Regions from separate parts of the Mus musculus genome. Here region 1 is linked to region 2. The links are chromatin contacts, called in public Hi-C maps. All regions are on one chromosome and are shown on one strand. Each heading gives the region's core, a stretch centred on a gene start, on an enhancer-like site or on the middle of the called end of the contact. The rest is flanking DNA. Distances are from core to core; before and after follow the strand shown. Region 1 overlaps Eya4 (EYA transcriptional coactivator and phosphatase 4). Region 2 overlaps Eya4 (EYA transcriptional coactivator and phosphatase 4).

Region 1 (5,345 bases), core at 2,728-5,227, 86 kb before region 2:
GGGTATGTGCTGGCTACAAAGGCTTGCCTAGAAGGAAACATCACTATTTATGCCTGTCTTACAAGGCCTGAGACAGCAGTGAGTATGGCCTTTACATGTTGATTCAGGCAGTAATAATCAGGGTTCTAGTAGATAAACCAGAAGGAATAGAATAAAAAAATCCAAGCAAATAACAAAATGCATGTGGAAATATAATTAAATCTTGTGTTTACAGAGGAACAATCAAGGTTGAGATCAGCAAAAAGTAAAGACAAGTAGGGATTATAGAGTTGGTAACTGTGTGGCGTGGTGCAGAAGTGAGCCGAACAGCCCTGCAGGTGGGGCAGGCTGGAGAGTAACTTCTCCCGCCAACATACAGACCTTGGACTTTTCTCACAACTTCTCACAGTCCAGCTCTGGAGAACAAGCAGAAACGGGAAGCCGCAGGGCACTCACCAACTAACTAGTCTGAACCAGTAAGCTCCAGGTTGCCCTAAATACAGTGGTAAACACTGCAGGAAGACCACGGGTCTCTGGCCTCCAACGCACGTGCACGCACACTCGTGGCTATATGTACACACAAAATACTTTTTTTAACAAAGAACTTAGGAAAGAAAGTCAAATTAAATTCCAAGGATTCTTCTTGATAGCAGGATGTGCATTTTTCATGATTGTCCTTATCTGAAATTGTTTATTAAAATTTGAATGCATTAGTATTATATTTCACATTGGTTTAATAAGAGCATCTTTTATAAAATAAAGGCAGCCCCTCCTCCATATATTACTTCAGAACTGGGAAAAAAATCTTCCTGATCAATATTTGTGACAAAAAAATGTCCCAGGAATTTGAACTCATGTCTTGGGGCTGGTTTCTCTGGGTTTGTTTGTTTGTTTGTTTGCTTGTTTGTTTTATCACACAAGTATTGCTGAAAAGTAGAAATTAGAAGAAAATAAAACAGAAAATACAGAGGTTTTCTCTCTCTCTAGATTTCTGCTTTGTTGTATTTTGAGGCAGGATATCTTGTATCCTGGCCTGGTCAAGGATAACCTTGAACCCCTGGTCCTCTGGCCTCCACTGTCTCTTTTCCAGTGTTGATTTTAGGATGAGTGGAGATAAAACACTCACTGCTGAACTTCTGTATGCCCATGCTCCAGTCCTTCATCCAGCCAGTCCTCACCATGAGCCTCTCCCTGTCCCAGGCCCCTTCATACAACACTGCCCAGTGTTAACTGGATTGAGACAGCAGAGGCTCCTGGCTCTCAATGCCTGTCTTCTAACATTTACAACAGACTCCTTTAATATTATCAATCTAGTATGGCACAGATAATATAGTTAGGAAATATACACAGTTCTCTTACCTAATATAACAACCACTAACAGCTTCATCTTCTTCGTCTTCAGTCATAGTGAAAAATTTTAATTACCATCTTAATCAAGTTTTTTCTAGCATAAAATAAGACATTAATTTTCAGGGTGTTCAGTTATTAACAAATGCCCTCGTGGGTTCAGTCCCAACAGGAGTCACTTTTGGTGAGTTCTGGAATCCTTCCACACTCACATGTTGCCTCCAGCTACCTTTCCATCCCTTGGCTCTTCCTGTGAGGTTGCAAATGGGAATTGGAACTCCTGTTTCAAAGGCTGCTGTGACCTCTCAGTCCCCCTCTCACATGTGTGGATGCTTTTAAGCCTGCCCAGCTTTCTGCCTGACAACACCATCGTGGTTCCTCCTCATCTATGAGCCCAGTTCACCTGGAAGCAGCTCCTTTCTCTCATGGGTTAGAGGCATCTGCCTGCTGGTTTGTCTGCCCTGTGTTCTCTAATTCAATGTTCTTTTCACACAGTGCTAGAGTGTTGTGACTTCTGCCTTGCAAGTAGACTTTGAGTTGGTAGGGAATAGGTTTTTTAATCCCTGTTTTCTGGCTCATGAAAGGGTGTTGTGCATCTGTTGTGTAAAAGAATGAATGGACCAGGACCATTTGGCCACAACCTTCCCAAACAGAAACCCTGAATGAAAACACCTCTTAGAAATCACCAGGTTCTTGTTGAAATACATTATCTATAGAATAGAGAGTGAAGTGGAGTAGCCAACAGCAAATTTGTAAAATGCCTAAGACTGTTTACAAACTCGCCCTGGCCTCTTCAGGAAGCCCTGACTGGCACACCGATTTCAACAACCATGCTCAGGAGTTACTAGCTCTTTGATGCACACCAGCACTCTCAACTCATTGATTTCTCAAGCAGAAAGGATGATGCTAAAGTACACTAACAAATTTTCCCTGTGGGGACTTAAATTCTAATTAAGAGAAACAGATTATAATAAAGACTGATGTAGTAATCAATACACTGTGTGATAATAAATGCCATTGGCAATAGTATATCAGGAAAAGAAGACATTATGTGAGAGGTCTTCAGTGAAGGAACAGAAGTAAGAGTTGAAAGAAATACTTATGCAGATACCAGGGGAAGAGTATCAAGGAGAGAAAACAGCATGTGCAAAGGTCCTGGGGTAGCAACTGCTGGTGTTTAAGGAGCTGTGTGGTCAGCTCAAGCACAGTGAGGATGAGAAGGGCTGCTAAATGACAGGGTGGGAGGCAGAGGAGTTGGGGGCATCCTGACCTAAACACCATCAAAGGGCTGAGAACTGAAGAACAAACAATTTCGATTTGTTTTCTTTCTGTGGTGGGTGGTGCTGTCCAGTACACTTTCTGAGATGATGGGGATGTCCTTTTAGATGTGTTGTCTTGTGCAGTGGGCACTAGCTACACTCAACCAATGAGCGACTGAGCTGAGACTAGCACACTGAGAAGCAAGCCGATTCCTTCGTTTTCACCGTCTTACACCAGTGCAGCCACAGGTAGCTAAGGTTTGCTGTACAGCACAGGACAACCATGCAGAGAGCCTGTGGGAGACCAGGGAAGCTCACACCAGCATCTCTACTCTGTAAAATTATTTATACACCATGCCAGTAGTAAGACTGGATGGGTATTTCTGCTTTTCTGCTCCTGTTGTTTTGCTCAGTACCTTTTTCTACATCAAAGAGCCACCTGCCTAGATATGACACTGCAGTCAATGGGCTGGGCTCCCTAGATCCACTAACAATCCAAGAGTGCCCCTCGTCATGTGCATAGGCTAATCTGATGGAGACAGTCAGTTGACATTAATGACTAATTCGGTTATTTCAACATCTTGGCAGTTATGACTAGTGCCTCAGCAAATGTGGGGGCTGTAGATTCTTCCACAACACGCTGGCTTCATCCCTTGGCGAGTGATCCAGACTTCAGGATTTCTGTGCCAGCAGGAGCTAAGCTTTCTTGTATGTAACCTGACAGCTACACAGAGAGATCTAAGAATCATGGAGCCACCAATTCTATTGCACTCACAATTAAACCCAGGTTGAGAAGGGATTTCACAAGATCAAAGTGGAGCTAGTGAAGGTGAACTTTTTCTTTTTTTTTTTTTCTTTTTTTTACTACTTACCAAATTGCTCTTCACTGGAAGTGATACACACACACACACACACACACACACACACACACACACACTTGCTCTCGTGCGTGAGCACACGCAGTCAAAACCAGCATCAAACCCCTTGACAACAGAACTCAAATTAACCCTCAATCACACACATATGGGGAGAAGGAACTTGGCTCTGACGAAGGCTGTGACTAATTCTCATGTCACGACTAACGAGAGTAATTAGGGGGCGTTAGGCAATGTCACAAAGGTTTTAGTTGTGCAAAATGATCAGACTTCCTAGAAACAAATGAGACTGCTTAATGTTAAGTGTACACCATTTGAGAATGGGCTGCCTAATCTTTCAAAAGTGGAGCTAGTGAATTAAAGGAACTTCCCCAAACCTCCACCCAGCACATGGTAAGTTCATGCCCAAAGTCCATCACTTTGATTCTCAGCTTTCCCATGACTTCAGGATGCCTCTGTGATGCAACCCTGCCGAGCCCGTCTGTAACTAAAATCCTGCTAAGATTTACCCAGTCTTATATGCAGAATCCAGAAACCACACAGAAGTGTTTCTCTTCTTACCCTCACATGACTGTTCAGTCAGTCCATCTGCCATGTAACCACATGAAAGAATTCTCAACAAATCCAACTCATTATCCAAAGTGTTTGCAGAATCCCCCGAGGAGACAGACTCTGGGAGGAGAACTATCTTCACTACTTTACAAGTGAAATGTTGAGGAGAACATTTTTCCTCAAAAAGTCAGAGGAGTAATGACCTATCCACCACACAGGCCGGTAGCATGCACATTGTGTTGTTCTAGTAATACATTCCTAATTTGTGTCATAAATGCTTATTAGCAGGATCCAAACTACCAGCAGCAATGAAAACTACAGCATAAAGCTAGGAAAGGTACTTCTGGGAGCGTTTGTGTCATCCGTAAGTAAAAGCTCATCTTGATATCGTTTTCACGGTTAGTTCTTCATTTTGGTCAATGTATTTATTCCCTATCTCTACCTCCTTTGCAAAACCTCCAAAGAATGCTAGAGAAAACCAGGCAACCACAACATTTGATTTTCTGGCAATCTTCCCTTTGGAAAACAGACTTGAACTTCATGACAGACAGTAGTCTAGGAATGTTAAGAACACAGGAGAGACTTCAATAAGAAATAAGGGAAATTGGAAACAGAAAGAAAGAGAGAGAGAGAGAGAGAGAGAGAGAGAGAGAGAGAGAGAGAGAGAGAGAGAGAGAAAGAAAGAAAGAAAGAAAGAAAGAAAGAAAGAAAGAAAGAAAGAAAGAGGGAGGGAGGGAGGGAGGAAGGAAGGAAGGAAGGAAGGAAGGAAGGAAGGAAGGAAGGAAGAAAGGAAGGAAGGAAGGAAGGAAGGAAGGAAAGAAGAAAGAAAGGAGGGAAATAGTGAAAGAGAGGGGAAGAAAAAAAAGAAGAAAGCAGCTGTATTTCCATCCTTTTTTCAGGAAAAAAAAAAAAGGTATAACAAACACTGAAATCCCAAATTGGCTGAATGTGCAAAAAGTTCACTATTTGATTTACAAATTCCTAGTAGACTCCACTTAATTGAATCTAGGAAACTAAACCTACTGGAGCCGAGGAGGCTTCTGATTGCGTTTCACCTGGGTCAGAGAAGGTCTTTGGCTTGTTTAGGCATGGAGAGAAGGGCTGCTCTGGTAAAGCTGGCTGAACTCTGAGCTACTGGCAAAAGAAGGCTCTAGAGAAAGCAACAGCTAGTCTGTGCTTCCAAGTCTGGGGCTGCTCCAGACTGGCTACCTCTACCCCTTCCTCTCCTTCAACATCTAGTCCAGTCCTCTCTCAGCCTAGCACACACAGACTCTCTCTACAGGACTAAACTATCAACCTCTTGTGAGGAAAACCTTCCCTTTAGTTAGGAACT
Region 2 (4,794 bases), core at 207-2,706:
CTTCTCTGTGCACCCCAGCTGTCCTGAAACTTTGTCTGTAGACCAGGCTGGCCTCCAAATCTCAGCAATCCACCTGCTTCTGCTTCCCAAGCTCTGGGATTTAAGGTGTGTACCACCACTGCCCAACTATATAAGCCCATTTCAACCAGTTATGTTGCATACTTTGAGCATATCTCCCATTGTATAAATGCCTTTCTTCTAGTTTTTAAGTTTTTTGTCCAACCTGTTTACTCCCCAAATGCCTGGGTTGATTATTTCCTGCCTCTAGAGCATGCCTTTAAAAATCCATATATCCTGGTTGTCTCTCCCACATGCACCCTCAGCTGCATCAGGTAGAATAAGTCCCCTCAGCCCTTACCTATGAACATAGGTAAAGGTTTATTTGAAAATCACTAACTGGTAATTTATGTAAACCTTAGAACTTCTAGAGTAAGTACACGCAGATTTTTGAAGTTTTTGTTTTCATTTTACATTTATGGGTGTCTTACCTGCATGTATCTATGTGTTCCCTGTGTATACAGTGCCCAGAGAAGGCATCAGCCTCATCAGGAGTGCTGGGATCTAAACCTGATTCCTCTGGAAGAACAGCAATGTTTTGCAATGCTGAGCCACCTCTCCATCCCAAATACATTTTGAAGTCACATACGAACACTTTCCTGACTGTGCTCACCGCTTAATTTGTGTCTTATTATTTATTTGGTTCACATTTGTTTTACTTACCTGTGAAAAGACGCAGTGCACATCACACACATGTGGAGGTCAGAGGACAAGCTGTGGGAGTCCTTTCTCTCCTTCCAACATGTGGGCTCCTGGGCGCAAGCTCAGGTCCTCAGGCTCGGCAGCTTGCTCTGTACCAGCTGCTGAGCCATCTCCTTGGCCTCCAAGTCTGTCCATTAAAGGTAGTCTGAGTCCATTGAAATGGGGTTAATACATCCTGAGTGGGGGCTGAAGACTCTACATTTGGTACTTGATTACAGACCCTTCCAGGTCTATTATAATACATTTGAAGTGGCCCAAAAGCTGGGAAATGTTAACACTGTCAGTAGTAAAACACTTGCATAGCATGTGCAGGCCTAGCTTCAATCCCCTGCCAATCAGCCTGTCTCTGTCTTTGTCTGTCTCTGTCTCTGTCTGTCTGTCTCTGTCCCTCCCTCTCCCTCTGTCCCTTTCTCTCCATCTCGCTTTCTCATTGACTTATTATGAATTATGATCATTTGTAACTGCTAATTGTGGACTTACTCTTCTGAGAGCTAGGCATTTTAAATCTCTTCAGCAAATTTTGCCTCAAATCACGAAATCTTTCACGGCAGCCTTGCAGATCATTTAAAGTCAGAACAAGATTTTTTGAACCTCTAAGAGCCCAATTTCTATGTGGAAGCCCCTATTTGCGTTAAGCAAATTCTAACTTGAAATCAGATCCAATGTGGGCAAACTTAACAAATTTATTTTCCTTGGAGGTTGTATTGCTTTTGGTATGTAAATCTTCAAGACTACTAATATTCATTGACATTTAAAAAACACTAAAGCCCGATGAAAGAAGGTGTCAGTCTCTATGGCCACTACCTTTGTTCTGTATCAGAAAACCAGGACTTTAAGTAAAATGACACCTTCACACCAGCAAAGAGCAGGAAGTCTTGGAAAGCTCACAAGACGCCGTGTTCTGAGGTCAGGACCCCTCCACTTCCACCAAGCGAATAATAAGAAACAGTGACCACTTCAGATGCTTGGACCCCAGGCACGGTGCAGACTTTCAGCTTAGCAAGGGCACTGGTCTCAAAGATTAGAGAGCTATTCTTATCAATGATGTTAAGATTAAACTTATTTTTCAAAGCACCCCAAGTTTTCAGACTGCTTTATGGATTTAGATCTCAAAGAGGTGGTACCATTTCCCTGCCTGCTTAAGAAAGCAGGTATCAGAGGGAAGGCAGAATGGACCCATACTGCCACCTCGTGGCCATAGCCTGATGCTGTGGGATGATGGGAAACCTGAAGGTGTTAGCCACATTTGGGTGATAGGTAATGTCTGTTGTTCCCTTTTCCCAGGAGTGTGATCAAGTTCATATAGATGATGTTTCCTCCGACGACAATGGTCAGGACTTAAGGTAAGCTGCGCTCTCAGTCTTCCGTTTCCTACAGAAATTCAGCTATGGAGTTTTGCACATGTAATTATTTCTTCTGTTTCTTTTTAATGTATTTTGGGTGTTGCAGTACCTACAGTTTTGCAACTGATGGCTTCCATGCAGCTGCAAGTAGTGCGAACCTTTGTTTGCCAACAGGTGTGAGAGGAGGAGTGGACTGGATGAGGAAGCTGGCTTTTCGTTACAGAAGAGTAAAGGAATTATATAACACCTACAAGAACAATGTTGGAGGTACGTGGGGCCGATTCCACCCAGTATCAGCACTCTGACACTCAAGCTGTAGTTTCACAGTGGAAATTAGCTACTGGAAAGAAAACCATGAAGGAAAGCCAACCATGAAGGCTCGAGTTGAAAAGCAACGAGCCTGGATTTCTGCTCTCGGGATTACTAGGGAAGCGTTCAGTGCACCCTGAAAAAGGACTTGGCCGTTTGCGGAAACCTTGTGTTTTAGGATGTTTTCTCTGTTTCGTCTGTATTACTCTGACATTATCAACAAAAAACAGACAAGTGAAGGAGGTGTTCAAGAGGTCCTTGTAAAGATAAGAGCCACAATTATTCAGTTAGTGCCAATCTCTGAGAGAATATTCATGCAGCAGTTTGTGAAAGTTCAAAATGTGCAACAGATCTATTGGATGTTTAAAAAAAAAAACCTCACAAATCGTCTGACAATGTATCTCTACATAGGACATAGTGCTCTCTGTAATCTTTGGATTTTAAAAGTTCCAATACACTGTTGGTAGTATCTAAATCACATTATACTTATAATTTTATAATAAATTATTCATATAATTTGAGGTCCTTAGCCTCAGACTGCAAGTCTAGCTGTGTTTCTAGATACAGGAAAAAAAATGGATCGTCTTTATTGTTAGAATCAGTTTTTAGGTCAACGCATTTTCAAGATTAGTTCCAGAGTCACACACACAACTCTTCCAGCAAGCTGTTTGTTTTCCTTTTAAAATGAAGCATCTTTGAGGAACAAAAACCTAAAGTAAGCCAAAAGAAAATGAATTTTCTAAATACGCATACGCATTCTATGTGTATGCTCACACGTACACCCTAGAGTAAGATAAATATAATGTCCATCCACAGCGAACCCACTGCCCCCATCTGTTTCCACCTTGAGGATGGGGTTGCGTGTCTGTTTTCCTGTGTTTGCTAACACTGAATCACATCAGATGCTCAGGGAACCCTCAGCAACTGTAAAAAACAAGGCAGAGTCACAGACTTATGAACAGTTGAAATGACAGGAAGCTTTGCAGGGAAGGCATCATTTCCACATAGATAACTGAGCCCTGCAGGCTCTACTGACACCATGTGGCTCTCGTTCCTGCTTAGCTCCTAACTCACTCTAAGGCTCTGTCCCAGACACTTTTTAAAATAATTGTAAACAGTATGTTTAAACTTTTTTAAACTAAACATCCCTCTGAGAAGTATAAAACTATTTAATTTGCATACTCCCTTTACAGAGTATTGTTTGAATCATTTATATTTTCATACCCCCTTTATAGAGTATTGTTTAAACTCTTTTAAAATTGGGGAGACTGATAACATATCATCTTCTACCTTAGAAAATTTAATCAATATGAGAGCTTATTCTCTGTCAGTTATTAGCTTCTTTTTATTGAAATGTGGAAACATAAGACTTTCTAGAAAGTAGCTTTAATTTTAAATATCTATAATTGCATATTGTTTGTCCTTGCTCCCAGTGTTTGAAATACAATTTAAGTAAGAAACCTTCCTTTTGAATGGATGTTCATGTGATCTCATTTTATCATGAAAGCAAGGTTAGATTGCATTTCTCTTTTTTCTTTTTTCATCTTCCCTTCATTTCTTCCCTCCCTCTTTCTTTCCTTTTCTTTTTTCTCCTTTTCTCTTTTCTCTCCTCCCCTCCTCTCCCTTCCCCTCCCCCTTTTCTCTTTTCTCTTTTCTCTTTTCTCTTTTCTCTTTTCTCTTTTCTCTTTTCTCTTTTCTCTTTTCTCTTTTCTCTCTTCTCTTCTCTTCTCTTCTCTTCTCTTCTTTTCTTTTCTTTTCTTTTCTTCTTGTCAGTGTCTGGAGCCTCTTGCATACCAGCCATGTGTGCTACCAATGGCAGATAGCCCAGCCTCTCTGTAAAATTTAACCTACCTATTTCTTCCCACCTCTTCTTATAGTTGGATAGAACACCTTTGGATTTTCAACATAGCTATTTAGTTCTAAAAAAAAAAAAAAACAAAAACAAAAACAAAAAAAAACAAAAACAAAAACAAAAAAAAAAAAAACAAAAAAACCATAAAGTATCATTAAACGCAGGCACCGGTTTGGCAAGCACTGCAACAGCTGTGTCGATGCTGGGGCTACTTTCCCAAAGCAGAACTATGATTCTGAAGAGACCATTCTACGTGGTGAATTTGTGTTCCTGCTGGAGGAACCCCACCGCTTCCTCTGACTGACATGCCCCAGCCTCATCAGTGGGACTCAGGCCCAGAAGCTGCCGAGCCTTTCAGCAGCTGTGTGAGATTCCAGTCTCAGACAGGGAGGAAAACTGGGGTCCCTGAGTATCTTGCCAAGAATCTGACCCCTACATATTGTCTAAAAAGAACTCAATACTGAACAAATAGTGACCAATCACTTCTGAAAGGATGAATCCATATTGATATGTCTGTACCTTTTTATGACA

Evidence for each region. Hi-C and Micro-C count contacts between places; a contact is called where the count stands out from the background.
Region 1: a Hi-C map of cortical neurons shows a contact between it and region 2, with 2.0 times the contacts expected there. The contact joins two enhancer-like sites. A contact is called at or near these places in 3 of 484 Hi-C or Micro-C datasets (cortical neurons, cranial neural crest and embryonic fibroblasts) and 1 of 9 other capture datasets (adipose tissue).

Annotation. Positions count from the first base shown.
Region 1 is chr10:23,201,938-23,207,282 of GRCm38.p6, reverse strand. The region is part of intron 3 of Eya4 (EYA transcriptional coactivator and phosphatase 4); the gene reads left to right. Among named protein-coding and RNA genes, the nearest start is that of Gm24655, 38 kb to the right of the region's middle. Within about 2 kb of position 3,977, at least 60 of the 459 cell types and tissues checked have an H3K27ac peak or open chromatin away from gene starts, as enhancers often do.
Region 2 is chr10:23,114,128-23,118,921 of GRCm38.p6, reverse strand. Eya4 (EYA transcriptional coactivator and phosphatase 4) reads left to right here. Exons shown (of 19, transcript NM_001347372.1): 14 at 2,044-2,102; 15 at 2,209-2,369. Among named protein-coding and RNA genes, the nearest start is that of Gm24655, 50 kb to the left of the region's middle. Within about 2 kb of position 1,456, at least 4 of the 459 cell types and tissues checked have an H3K27ac peak or open chromatin away from gene starts, as enhancers often do.